Linked DNA regions of Mus musculus: region 2 is linked to region 1. The links are chromatin contacts, called in public HiChIP or PLAC-seq maps. All regions are on one chromosome and are shown on one strand. Each heading gives the region's core, a stretch centred on a gene start, on an enhancer-like site or on the middle of the called end of the contact. The rest is flanking DNA. Distances are from core to core; before and after follow the strand shown. Region 1 has its middle 7.5 kb from the start of Spag9. Region 2 overlaps Cacna1g (calcium channel, voltage-dependent, T type, alpha 1G subunit).

Region 1 (6,038 bases), core at 1,503-4,002:
CCTGTTGGGTACAAGTCACCACATAAAGACTAGTGAACCTCAGTTTATTTGTGGAATTTGGGGATTTGTTAAAGACCAGGGTTTTCCTTTCATTCTAAAGTTCTGCTGCTGAGGGCCAGCAAGATGGTTGAGTGAGTAAAGCCACTTCTGCCAAGCGTGGTGCTGTGCATCAACTCCTAGTGCACACAAGGAAGCAGCGAGGTTGCTCCACAAGTTGTCTTCTGACCGCTACACACATACTATGGCGCTTCCGTGTGAAATTATAAATTAATGTAATATATAAATGTAATATATAATAAATATATTACAATAATGCAATTATAGATTAAATGTATTTATAAATTAATATTTATAAATGTAATTATAAATTAAAATTGTGGAGCCAATGCCTGCCTTTAATCCCAGCACTTGTGAGGCAGAGGCAAGTGGATCTCTGCGAGTTTGAGATGAACCTGGTCTACAAAGCAATTTCCCAGATCACCCAGAGCTGTTATATAGAGAAACCCTATCTTGAAAAGCCAATAAATAGGGCTAGAGAGATGGCTCAGAGGTTAAGATCACTAACTGCTCTTCCAGAGGTCCTGAGTTCAATTCCCAGCAGCCACTTGGTGGCTCACAACCATCTGTCATGGGATCAGTTGCCCTCTTCTGGTGTGTCTGAAGGCAGCTACAATGTACTTACATAAGTAAAATAAATAAATCTTTTTTAAAAAGAAAAACCAATAAATAATTATGGTTCTGGTCAGATACAGTTACACAGGAGTGTATACCCAACCCTTGGGAATTTTGAAGCAGGAGGATCAGAAGTTCAAGGTTAACTTCAGCCACACAGTGACTTCCAGGCCAGCTTGGGCTACATAAGACTACATCAAAAATGAGTGAATAAATGAAGGAAGGAATAAATAAGTGAATAAATAAATAGAGATGTATGCAGTGAGGATTCTAAAATTTTGGTTTCCTAAAAAGACACAAATATTATATAAGACTATGTTTTCTTTTTTTCTTTTCTTTTGTTTTAAAATAGCATTGGTTCACTTTTCCATGGCGAAGCACCAGTAGCCCTGAGAACAGCTTGGACTTTGAGACTCATTTCTCCACCTATTCCTGATCGTATGATTTGGCGCTCTCTAGCTCTATGTAGTAAGGTTGAACCAGGTTGTATTATTGGTGCTTTGAATGCTGTCATTCTCGCACTCTCACGCTTGCTCAAAAAAGAAAAAAATGCTGCTGAGGAAAGGTTCTCGAATGCCTGCGGAGCAAGTCTGATGGAGTCATTATGCCGAAGAGCACCTATGCATTCAAATCATTCACAAGGCGCTTCTTGAGATTTTTCTCCAGGGACAGGAAAGGTGGTATCTCAAAAGCGGCCTGCGGTAGAGCAGTTGTTCCATCCACGCACTGTTCCAAATATTGTTTGATCAGAATGCATGTAGTAGTCATTTGAGCATATGATGCTACCATCCCAATCTGGCCCATGACTTCCTTTCCAGGGGACTGGAATTTAGTGGATAAGAATCCAAACAGCAAGAACAGGGCTGGGAGTTGAGACAATCAATGGGAGCACTTGGTGGGTAGGTGTGTTGCAGTGTCAGTGTGGCCAGATTTTCCCAAGGTGACCATGAAGGTCTTAATTTTCGGCATTTGATTTGCTCCGGCCCACTTCAGATCTTCTCAGACAATCCAGCAAGTCCAATCAGGACCAACGATGGAAGACATTTCAAGAGATGTGAGAACTCGTCCCTTAACACCTTCTTTGCAGAATGCTGATGTCTCATAAGCAGCCCCATCTTTACTCTGCACAGGTGATGTGAGATGTGACACTCAGAGACTTCAGCCGCTGCCCGAGACTCCCACACCTCTGGGAATAGTTAGCACACAAATAGCAAGCTGCCAGTGGATGTAGCCTAGACAGCATATTGATATCAATTTCCCTCTTCTTGCTGACTCCTGGGTGAGGGTCTGTTGCATCTCTAGAATATTCTCTCTCTCCTCTCCCTCTCTTTGTGTCTCCACTGTTTCTCTCTCATTCCCCTTCCCTCTCTCCTTCTCCATGGCAACTTCCCTTGCCTCCTTCCTTGGGGCCAGTGAACTCATCTGGCAAGACCAGCCTCCCAATCAACCTGAGTGTGTGTGTGTGTGTGTGTGTGTGTGTGTGTGTGTGCAATGCATATTAATGACACTCTCTGAATCAAAGTCCCTGTCTCAGAGAGAACAAAAAGTTAAAAATTCTTAAAATAAAAATAAAATGGATGGTTAAGATGGCTGGGCACATAAAGCTCTTGCCAAGCGAGCCTAATGCCCTGAGTTTGACTTCTGGAAGCCATGGTGGATGGTTGACTTCAGAAAGTTTTCCTCTGACCTCTATCCACATGTGTACAGGGCCACACACATGCTGGTGCTCATATGTCTTTAGTGTACATCATACACAACACACACACACACACAGGTTAATAGTAAAATTCTGACTCTGTTTTTAGTAGCAGTAACAGGAACCTGGTAGTGAGTTCCTAATTATATAGGCAATGGTAGACCTCTGATTCCCAGAATTTATCTCTAACCCCCAAGGACTGAGAGTCTCATAAAGACCAAGAATTATCGGGGAAAAACAAGTCTCAGTGTGGACTTTGGAGTGTGTTTACTTTTGATTCCTGAAGGAAAGGAAATTCCATTCCAAGAGATTCCTTACCCTTGCAGAAATTGAGGAGACTGTAAGGCGAGGAGATGGGGGTGGGGAGTTGATGAGGGAAGGAAGGGAGGAGTTTCTTCCGAAGCACAATAGTTATCATCCGGGGAAGGCTGGAGTTACCAGTCCAGTTGTGTAGCCAGCCTTACAAACCTGCTGTAGTTATTTCTATCTGACACTAAGTTTTTCTTGCTTTACTCGCGTGTTTTCCCACCTAGGAAGAGAGAGGAAGTCACTGAAAGAAAGAGAGCTCTCAGGGCTCAGGCCTGCTGGTATGGCTGTGTGCAAAGCCAAGTGACTCATTGCTCCATACGAACTGCAACATGTCTGGAGAGGCAGTTGATTATGGAATGTTGGATTCCTGATAAGTGTCAGAGTATTTTTTCAGAGTGTTCCATGGCTCTTTCTTTTGAAAGGCTTGTTTCTGTTGTTGGCAGTGCCGTGGACTTGCTAGATAAGTGCCGCTGAGCTGCACCTGCGCCCCCCCCAAACATTCTGTAAACAGATTTCATGGGGACGACCTTGCAGATCCATTCTTGTTAAGAGTTGACTTCTGCCAAGCAGAGTTGCTCACCGCTGTAATCCTAGGACCCCAGAGGTTGAGCTGGAAGGTTAGCATAAGTGAGAAGCCAACCTTGGCTACACAGTGAGTTCCAGTACAGCCTGGGATCAGAGCTGCAGGGTGAGAGCCTTTGGGGGGCAGGGAGGTGAGATGAAAGGCAGAACGCTAGTAAGCTAGCTAGAACCTGTCCTCAAGTTGCCACATCACCAGGGGGATGACTATATATGAAATCAGTCTACACACTCTAAAGTGAAGGTACAAAAGTGAGAAGCAACTTCTCTTCCTCAAAAAAGGAAAATTAAATAAATGAAGAAACGAAATCTAAGATGAGGTCAGTCCATGAGCAGAAACAGGATGTGAGCAAACTGAATCACAATACCTTGCTGTCGAAAACATTTTCTATGTAAGATATGCAGCTTATCTGGGAGGAAAGGAAAACAGAAAAAGAGGGGCTGATTGGAACAAGGGTGGTGTCTGGTCAGAAGGGAAATAGTCCAATAGAGCCTTGGTGACCTTTGTCACTTTTCCTCCATGCAGCCACGTATGAAAAATGACTCAGCTAGTCTGACACCAGTGGCATATTTTTAGCAGGGACAACAGAGCCAGATGAAAACCTAAGCGTACTCCCCGTTTGCCAACCAACAGCCTCACACATCCGAGGCAGGGAAGAAAGACTCATCTACCTAGTTCAGTTTACCAAGGGACAGCAGAGAGTCTGTAACTTCCACCGTCTAGCTACCTTTGCTTTTGTGTTTTCACAGAGGGCCAGAAACTCCACAGGACAGTAACTTCCTGAGATGTCAGCCTTCTGTGGCTTGTCAGTCAGCACTGAGTGACACCCAAGCCCATCATTTTACAATGGAAGGACCATCTGAAGTTTATGGTCATGTTGGAACCAATGTCTAGTGACTGTCAGCTCAGAGCCCCATTACACATCTATTGCTTCAAGTTCCCAAGTCAGAGGCCCAGCTCAGCAGGTAAAAGTGCTCGATACACTGGGCACAGTGGCAGGCAGTTAGGCAGTTGCATTTAATCCCAGCACTCAGGAGGCAGAGAGACAGGTGGGGCTCTGTGAGTTTGAGGCCAGCCTGATCTACATAGCAAGTTCCAGACTAACAGGGGCATACATAGAGAGAAACCCTGACACGCTTACAAAAAAGTGCTTATCCAGCAAGCCTTGTGACCTGAGTTTAGTATTCTCCCACTCATGAGTGCATGTATGAGTGCACATGTGTGTGCACATACACCTACTCACCCACACACTAAGCTTTCAAGTTCCTGTTTTAATCTATGTGCTGCCAAAGCGAGCACTACTTTCAAGTTCATAAGTCAAAGACAATATCTCATTGAGCATGAGATCGTGGGTCTGAACAAGGAGGATTCATCCCTGTAGGCATCCCTTCTAACACAAGAATTTTATATGTAAGGAAAGAATATGTTTGCCCTGGGGGCACAGGCTTATAAGTTTAGGTGACTGAAGCAGGAGGATCGTGACTTTGAGGTCAACCTGGACTAAATTATTGAATTCTAAGCCAGCATGAGCTATATAAGAAGACTGTGTCTCAAAACAACAAAGAAAAAGGAGAAAAGAAAGAAAGAAAGAGGAATTGTTTAAAAACTGTTATGGGAGCCAGGCATGGTGGCACTTAATCCCAGCACTCGGGAAGCAGAGGCAGGTGGATTTCTGAGTTTGAGGCCAGCCTGGTCTACAAAGTGAGTTCCAGGACAGCCAGGACTACACAGAGAAACCCTGTCTTGGAAAAACAAAACAAAACAAAGCAAAACAAAACAAAACAAAAACAAAAACAAAAACAAAAAAAACCTGTTATGGGAGCTTTAGGAATACTGTGGTCTCACACTTGCAGCTGTTCAAGAATAGCATGAGGATGAAGAGATGACTCAGCAGTTAAGAACACTGCCTGCTTTTCCAGAAGACAGGGTTCAGTGCCCAGCATCCAGATTGGGGCTCACAGTGGTAACTCCAGTTCCAGGGCATCTGCTGCTCTCTTCTGGCTCCAGGCATGCCCATGGTGTACAGAGAGCTATGCATGCAAAATGCTCAATCACAGGAAATAATAACAACAACAACAACAACAATAAGAGAGCAGCTTGAACAGCACATTAAGGATGTGGCCCAAGGTCGTAAAATGGGAGTAGGAATACCTGAATTTTAAGATCTTATCTCTAAGATGCAAATGTGGCAGCTCGTACCTATCGTGCCTGCATTTGAGAGGCAGAGGCAGGAGGGTCATCCAAAGTTTAAGGCCATCTGGACCTATATAGAGAGTTCCAGGACAGCCAGAACTTCATAATGACATCCTATCTTTAAAAACAAAAACAAAAACGTCCTGGGTTCCAGGCCTAGTGGCACCTGCCTTTGATCCCAATACTTGGGAAGCAGAAGCAGGAGGATCTCTATGAATTCAAGGCCAGCCTGGTCTACAGAGTGAGTAGCAGACCAGCCAAGACTATATAATAAGACCCTTGGGCTGGAGAGATGGCTCAGCGGTTAAGAGCACTGACTGCTCTTCCAGAGGTCCTGAGTTCAATTCCCAGCAACCACATGGTGCCTCACAACCATCTGTAATGGGTTCTGATGCCCTCTTCTGGTGTGTCTGAGGACAGCAACAGTGTACTCTCATATATAAAATAAAATCATAAAAAAAAAGACCCTGTCACAAAAGACAAAAAAAAAAAAAAAAAGTCTTTGAGTTTTCACCAGGTGCCAGACACAAGCCTTGGGCTGTCTCTCATACTGCAGAATGCTGAAGAACTTTCTGATCACAGCCAGGC
Region 2 (6,038 bases), core at 1,062-3,561, 420 kb before region 1:
GGGATTGAGAATAGAAGGGAAAGACTCAGGCTCTACTCAGCCTTGCCATCTTCCACTTGCTGGGACTGAGACCAGCTGAGCCCATGGGCGGGGAGGGGCTTTTCAGCCTCCTTGAGACAGAGTAGCCTAGCGAAAAGGATTCTAAAGAGGGAGAGAGACTCTTTGGGATCTAGCCTTGGTTTCTTCTTCTGGGGTCCTGGGCTGATCATTTCCTTTCTTTAAAACAGGTTTCCCAGACCCACTCCCACCTCAGTCTGTCCCCTGAGGGAGTACTGAGTTCCCAGTGCCCAGGACTTGCTACCCACCTCCACCCTCTAGAGTCTCTGTGTGATTAAAGTAGATCCGCAGAATACGATGGGACATCTCCCTTGTGTTTACCTGTTATTTAACCTGCATGGATCTAGCTCAGGCCTGTCCCCTGTTGATCCCTGGGGTAACTTTCAGACTCTCTGAGAGGATCACATGCAGTTCTGGGGGCTGCTCTCTTTTTTCTCCCCTCCTGGTCCTCCACCATCCCCAGCCCAGAGGCTCACGGGTGATTCTGTGGGCATGCTCTCAGGGTGGGGCCTTTCCACTCCTTCCTCCCTGTACGTAGAGACTCATTGTATGTCTTCCTATTTCCTTCCATGCTCATGCCCATTACCTTGGCCTAGGAGGGTGTGGAGGTGGGTGTGGGTAGGTGTATGTGGGAGGAGATTGTGGGTCTGGCGGGAGAGGGCTTAGTTCCTGCTGTCTAGCTTTTCCTCAGCTACCAAACCCCATCTGCATGCTCTTCACCCCATCCTCTCATCCTCTTGCAGATGGTACCTCACACTGAGGAGGGGCCAGTCCCCCTAGGACCAGACCTGCTGACTGTGAGGAAGTCTGGTGTCAGCCGGACACACTCTCTGCCCAATGACAGCTACATGTGCCGCAATGGGAGCACTGCCGAGAGATCCCTAGGACACAGGGGCTGGGGGCTCCCCAAAGCCCAGTCAGGTACCAAGTCTGGGGTGAAACAGCTTAGCTCACACGAGGAGAGACGACCTTGCCTAAGACCAACAAAAAGCAGTGTCTCTTATTTTGAAGAAACCCTAAGCTAAAGGGAAATACCCAGACTAGAGGAGGTAGCTCTCATCCTAGGGCAGTGATGGGTAAAGGCTCTGATGGGGAGGAGGACCCGAAGGAAAGCATCAAACACTATCTCTACTCAACCCTCCCTGTCCCTTCCCCACAGGCTCCATCTTGTCTGTTCACTCCCAACCAGCAGACACCAGCTGCATCCTACAGCTTCCCAAAGATGCACACTATCTGCTCCAGCCTCATGGGGCTCCCACCTGGGGCGCCATCCCTAAACTACCCCCACCTGGCCGCTCCCCTCTGGCTCAGAGGCCTCTCAGGCGCCAGGTAAGCAAGTGTGAAGGGCTGGACCTAGGTCCTGGGGTGAGACTCTCCAATTGGAATTCCTGTGCTGTCGGTAATGGCCAGAGTCAACACTTTTATTCTTCCAGCCAATGAGAGAGCAGCTCTAGGTACTAGGAACACGGTATTGGGTAAAAGAGAAGTAGTTGGGAGTTACCACCACCACCACCACCCCCCCACCTCATGAACACACCTTGTTTCACTGAGGAGGCCTAGGGGCCAAGGTACAGTTGTTGCCATGGCAACCAACATCCATTGGAGGTGGTACCCAGGTATCAAGGCTCCCAATCCCAGGTCCAGAGTTTCCACACTTTGGGCTAAACTGAAGGACGTAAGGCAGGGTTTACGTGTCTTTACTTCTGGCCAAGCCTGGGATCCACCATCCATGAACCAGAGAGTGACTTATAGAGCCAGATGATGCTTGTGTGCCTTGTGTTGATGTCTGTGTCTCCTGATCACAGATATAGGAATATCTGTCAGCATCATGCTCGTGGGGGTCAGGCATGGTCCCTCTTCCCACACCCACTCCCCTAGCAGCTTCCTGCTGCTAGGCACTGGGATACAGTTCCTGCTCTCTGAGCTCAGTAAGGACAGAGACACACATGCTATCAGATCACAGCAGTCACAGGTTAGAGCCCCATGGTGCTTGTGTATTATAGCAGGGAGCCCCGAGGAGACAAGGGTTAGTTTTACTTGAAGTGGATTGGCAGGTACTCATCACAGAAAACCCATGTTCAGCAGAGCAAGGGATGCTTGCCGTTGGGAAGGGAATTCAAGGCCGAGGGAATCGTTGCCTTGCTCTTTCTCCCTGAAGGCTAGAGGCACAAAGGGGCCAGATTGGGAAGCAGAACTGGCGTGAGTTCTTTCTGGCTTCCCAGAGCCCAAAGACTGCAGAGAGTTCCTCCTGCAGGATGATTTGGGGAAGTAGAGCAGGGAGGACAGAAGAAAGGTTTGGTGGTTGAAGGGGAGGTGTGGTCCACAGAGCTCAGAGGGCTCATCACCCCCAATAAGAGAAGCTAATAGGGTGGTCCTGCAGCTTTGTGGGGGGGTTAGGGACAGCCAGCATGACAGAAAGGATAAAGGATGATCCGAGTTGGAAAGGAAATCTCTGGTCTGAGCCCTGCTTCCACTCCCTACAGGCAGCAATAAGGACTGACTCCCTGGACGTGCAGGGCCTGGGTAGCCGGGAAGACCTGTTGTCAGAGGTGAGTGGGCCCTCCTGCCCTCTGACCCGCTCCTCATCCTTCTGGGGCGGGTCGAGCATCCAGGTGCAGCAGCGCTCCGGCAGCCAGAGCAAAGTCTCCAAGCACATCCGCCTGCCAGCCCCTTGCCCAGGCCTGGAACCCAGCTGGGCCAAGGACCCTCAAGAGACCAGAAGCAGCTTAGAGCTGGACACGGAGCTGAGCTGGATTTCAGGAGACCTCCTGCCCAGCAGTCAGGAAGAACCCCTGTCCCCACGGGACTTGAAAAAATGCTACAGTGTAGAGGCCCAGAGCTGCCGGCGCAGGCCTGGGTCCTGGCTAGACGAACAGAGGAGACACTCCATCGCTGTCAGCTGCCTGGACAGCGGCTCCCAGCCCCGCCTATGTCCAAGCCCCTCAAGCCTCGGGGGCCAACCTCTTGGGGGCCCTGGGAGCCGGCCTAAGAAAAAACTCAGCCCACCCAGTATCTCTATAGACCCCCCGGAGAGCCAGGGCCCTCGGCCCCCATGCAGTCCTGGCGTCTGCCTCAGGAGGAGGGCGCCGGCCAGTGACTCGAAGGATCCCTCGGCCTCCAGCCCCCTTGACAGCACGGCTGCCTCACCCTCCCCAAAGAAAGATGCGCTGAGTCTCTCTGGTTTGTCTTCTGACCCAACAGACCTGGATCCCTGAGTCCTACCCACTCTGTCCCCATCACCTTTCTCCACTGGGTGCAGATCCTAGCTCCGCCTCCTGGGCAGTCCTTCTGAAAAGTCCCATGTAAGCAGCAAAGGGGCGTAAGTAGCCACGAGGCACCTCGCATGCCTTCTTCAGTGGCTGAGGGATGACAAGCAGGACTTCCTGAGAGTCAGTCTGAAGAGAACACAGCCCTGGAGCCCCCCGGCCTCCGGGAAGAAGGAGAAGGAGATGCCCAGTGTGGCCAAGGCTCTCGACACCAGGAGCTGTTGGGAGAAAGCAATACGTTTGTGCAGAATCTCTATGTATATTCTATTTTATTAAATTAATTGAATCTAGTATATGCTGGATGTACGACATTTTGTGACTGAAGAGACTTGGTTCCTTCTTCTTTTATGTGTCTCAGAATATTTTTGAGGCGAAAGCGTCTGTCTCTTGGCTATTTTAACCTAAAATAACCAGTCTAGTTCTATCCCCTCTTCTTGTAAAGCACAAGCCGGGGGCCGTGAGTGTATTACAACCCAACGGCGGCCCATCTTCAACGGAAAGCGAGAACCATTTTGGAAACTGTCATGTAACTTATTTTCTCCTTTAACCTCGTCATCGTTTTCTGTAGGGGAAAAAAAAGAGAAAAAGAGAAAAAAAAATGAGATTTTACAAATGAAATGGAACCTTTTTATATATATACATACATATCTATATATCTATATATCTATATAAAATAAAGTAATTTTCCAAAATAAAAAGTTAATTACAGTCCAGAGTAAAAGCAAAGGGGATGCAGAGATAGGCGTGTTTAGAGGCCTGGAGAAAGGAAGTGGGTGGTGGGAGGGAAGGTTCGGGGTTGCCTGTGTGTGCGCGTGCCTGTGCGCGTCCCTGAGCATTGGTGCATATGAGCTTTGTGTCTGAGAGAGGATGAGCTCAAATGCCCAGCCCTGGAGGGCTCCATCCTTGCACCTCCCCTGCAAGCTTACAGGAGAGACCCCTGTGCCTGGGAGGGCTGGAAACACGGCCTTCTTTTTTTCTATCAGAGCTTTATCGCATCCTCTGAGCCAAGCAGCTCAGAGAATGTGAGTAATTCCAGATTAATTCTTATTTCTGCTGACAGCTATCAGCCGCGCACTGAAAGCTAGAAATTGGCATAATGAAGCTGTTTTGGTTAATGGGGCCAGTGGAGGCTGGGAGGCAGCCTCAGCTGCTACAGAACTAAATCAAGGGGCTGGCGGGGGAGGGGCAGACGCTTCTGGGTTTTCCCTGCCCTGTTCTTCCACCCCAGCATCTGCCACACTCTGACTGGGTGGTGACCTGAGGTGTCTGGACTAAAGCCCCTTGCCTTGAACTTCATCTATCTGCCTGCTAATATTGAGATTAATCTGTGTAAACAGAGCAGGTTGACCCCCCCTCCCTCCCCCCCCCAAAATGATGAGAATGCAGGGACCAGGACTGGAGTCCAGAGGAGACCTCCTGATGAAGCTGAAGGGTTGGTGGTAGCCAGAACACTGAGCTAGGGAGCTGGCTCCCTGAGGGGTGATAAATGATACAATTAAGGTGCTTACATGGTCTGCTGCTGCTTGCCCAGTGGGAGGGAGCCAGAGGAGAGGGAAGAGGGGGGAAAGGCCACCAGTGTAGGGGGGCCAGGAGTCCGGGAAGCCACCTGACCTAGAGCCACTTTCTGATGCTATGGTTGAAGTCCCCATGCCAAAAAGCAGTAGCCAAAGACTCAGCCAGCCTTTTCACCCATCAGCCATTGCAAACATCTGTCCTTACCATTTCCATTCCCTTGAACAGCCCCACCCTTTCAAGCCAGGTGTGCGTGTGCGTGTGCATGTGTGTGTGTGTGTGTGTATACTCATGCTTTGGCATAGAAATCAGACCCAGGGCTTATATGTATTTGAGGCAGGACTCTACCCCTAAGCTGCATTCCAAGCCCTGGGTTGGATTCTTGAAACCTAAGTGGCACCCCTCACTCACAGCGCCCATCTGCACAGGCAGCTGAGAGCCCGCAGTGCCAGGTTGCTGGTTGCTGGGAAGCTGGACTTGCAGGCGTCTGTCCTCTGGCCTACTTCCTAAGCTCAGAGAGCTTTTTTGATTGCTCTTTGGGGCAGAAATGATACCACTCGTGAAAGCAAACACCTGGTTTGATCTCCCTGGGGTGTTTGATGGCGCCCAGCTCTGATCCCTCTAGCCCTCTCAGCTGGAGAAAGGGGGTGTTTGTACAAGCTGGCTTTGCTTTCTCTCTCTCTCTCTCTCTCTCTCTCTCTCTCTCTCTCTCTCTCTCTCTCTCTCCTTCTCTCTCTCTCTCTCTCTCCTTAAGGGAAGCTGTACAAAATTCCTAGAGTTTTGCCACCTGGATCTAGGGATTAAGCTTTTATATTTTTGTAAAATTCTTTAGCTGTCTGTTCCTTATGGGTGAGAGGTTTGGGAAGGGGGAATCTGGAAGATCCCCCCTCCTCCCTTTTTCTTCTTCTAGTGGTTAGAAGATTCTATGTCAAGGTGAAGCAGAAGGCTGAACCCTCTTCTTCACCCAGAATTTCCTCATTACCATCCCTGCCTCTGTAAACACACAGCAGTGCAGTAATACTGTAGTGTCACTTGAGGTAATGCATAGCATGCCTAATTCTTTCTACAATCCTGTTCTCCTGCCTCTCTCTTTCTTCCCAGTAATGACTAAAGAAGCTCGATGTGGGTCACACTGAACATGCTCTAGGGTTGCTCTCCAGGGAGCTACTGTGATCCACCCAGTGAGAAGGCAAAGACCCCTTC

Evidence for each region. HiChIP or PLAC-seq counts read pairs in DNA pulled down with a chosen protein or histone mark.
Region 2: an H3K4me3 HiChIP or PLAC-seq map of bone marrow-derived macrophages shows a contact between it and region 1, with 11 times the contacts expected there. The contact joins two enhancer-like sites. A contact is called at or near these places in 5 of 484 Hi-C or Micro-C datasets (the G1E-ER4 cell line, cerebellum, embryonic stem cells and 2 more) and 2 of 115 datasets of contacts at active chromatin or transcription factors (bone marrow-derived macrophages and pancreatic cancer cells).

Annotation. Positions count from the first base shown.
Region 1 is chr11:93,985,610-93,991,647 of GRCm38.p6, reverse strand. No RefSeq gene overlaps it. Among named protein-coding and RNA genes, the nearest start is that of Spag9, 7.5 kb to the left of the region's middle. Within about 2 kb of position 2,752, at least 144 of the 459 cell types and tissues checked have an H3K27ac peak or open chromatin away from gene starts, as enhancers often do. A contact at or near this core is called in bone marrow-derived macrophages, where this site is marked.
Region 2 is chr11:94,406,379-94,412,416 of GRCm38.p6, reverse strand. It overlaps Cacna1g (calcium channel, voltage-dependent, T type, alpha 1G subunit), which reads left to right. Exons shown (of 35, transcript NM_001177888.1): 33 at 801-978; 34 at 1,217-1,386; 35 at 2,541-4,026. The coding sequence ends at 3,272. Among named protein-coding and RNA genes, the nearest start is that of Abcc3, 16 kb to the right of the region's middle. Within about 2 kb of position 2,311, at least 4 of the 459 cell types and tissues checked have an H3K27ac peak or open chromatin away from gene starts, as enhancers often do. A contact at or near this core is called in bone marrow-derived macrophages, where this site is marked.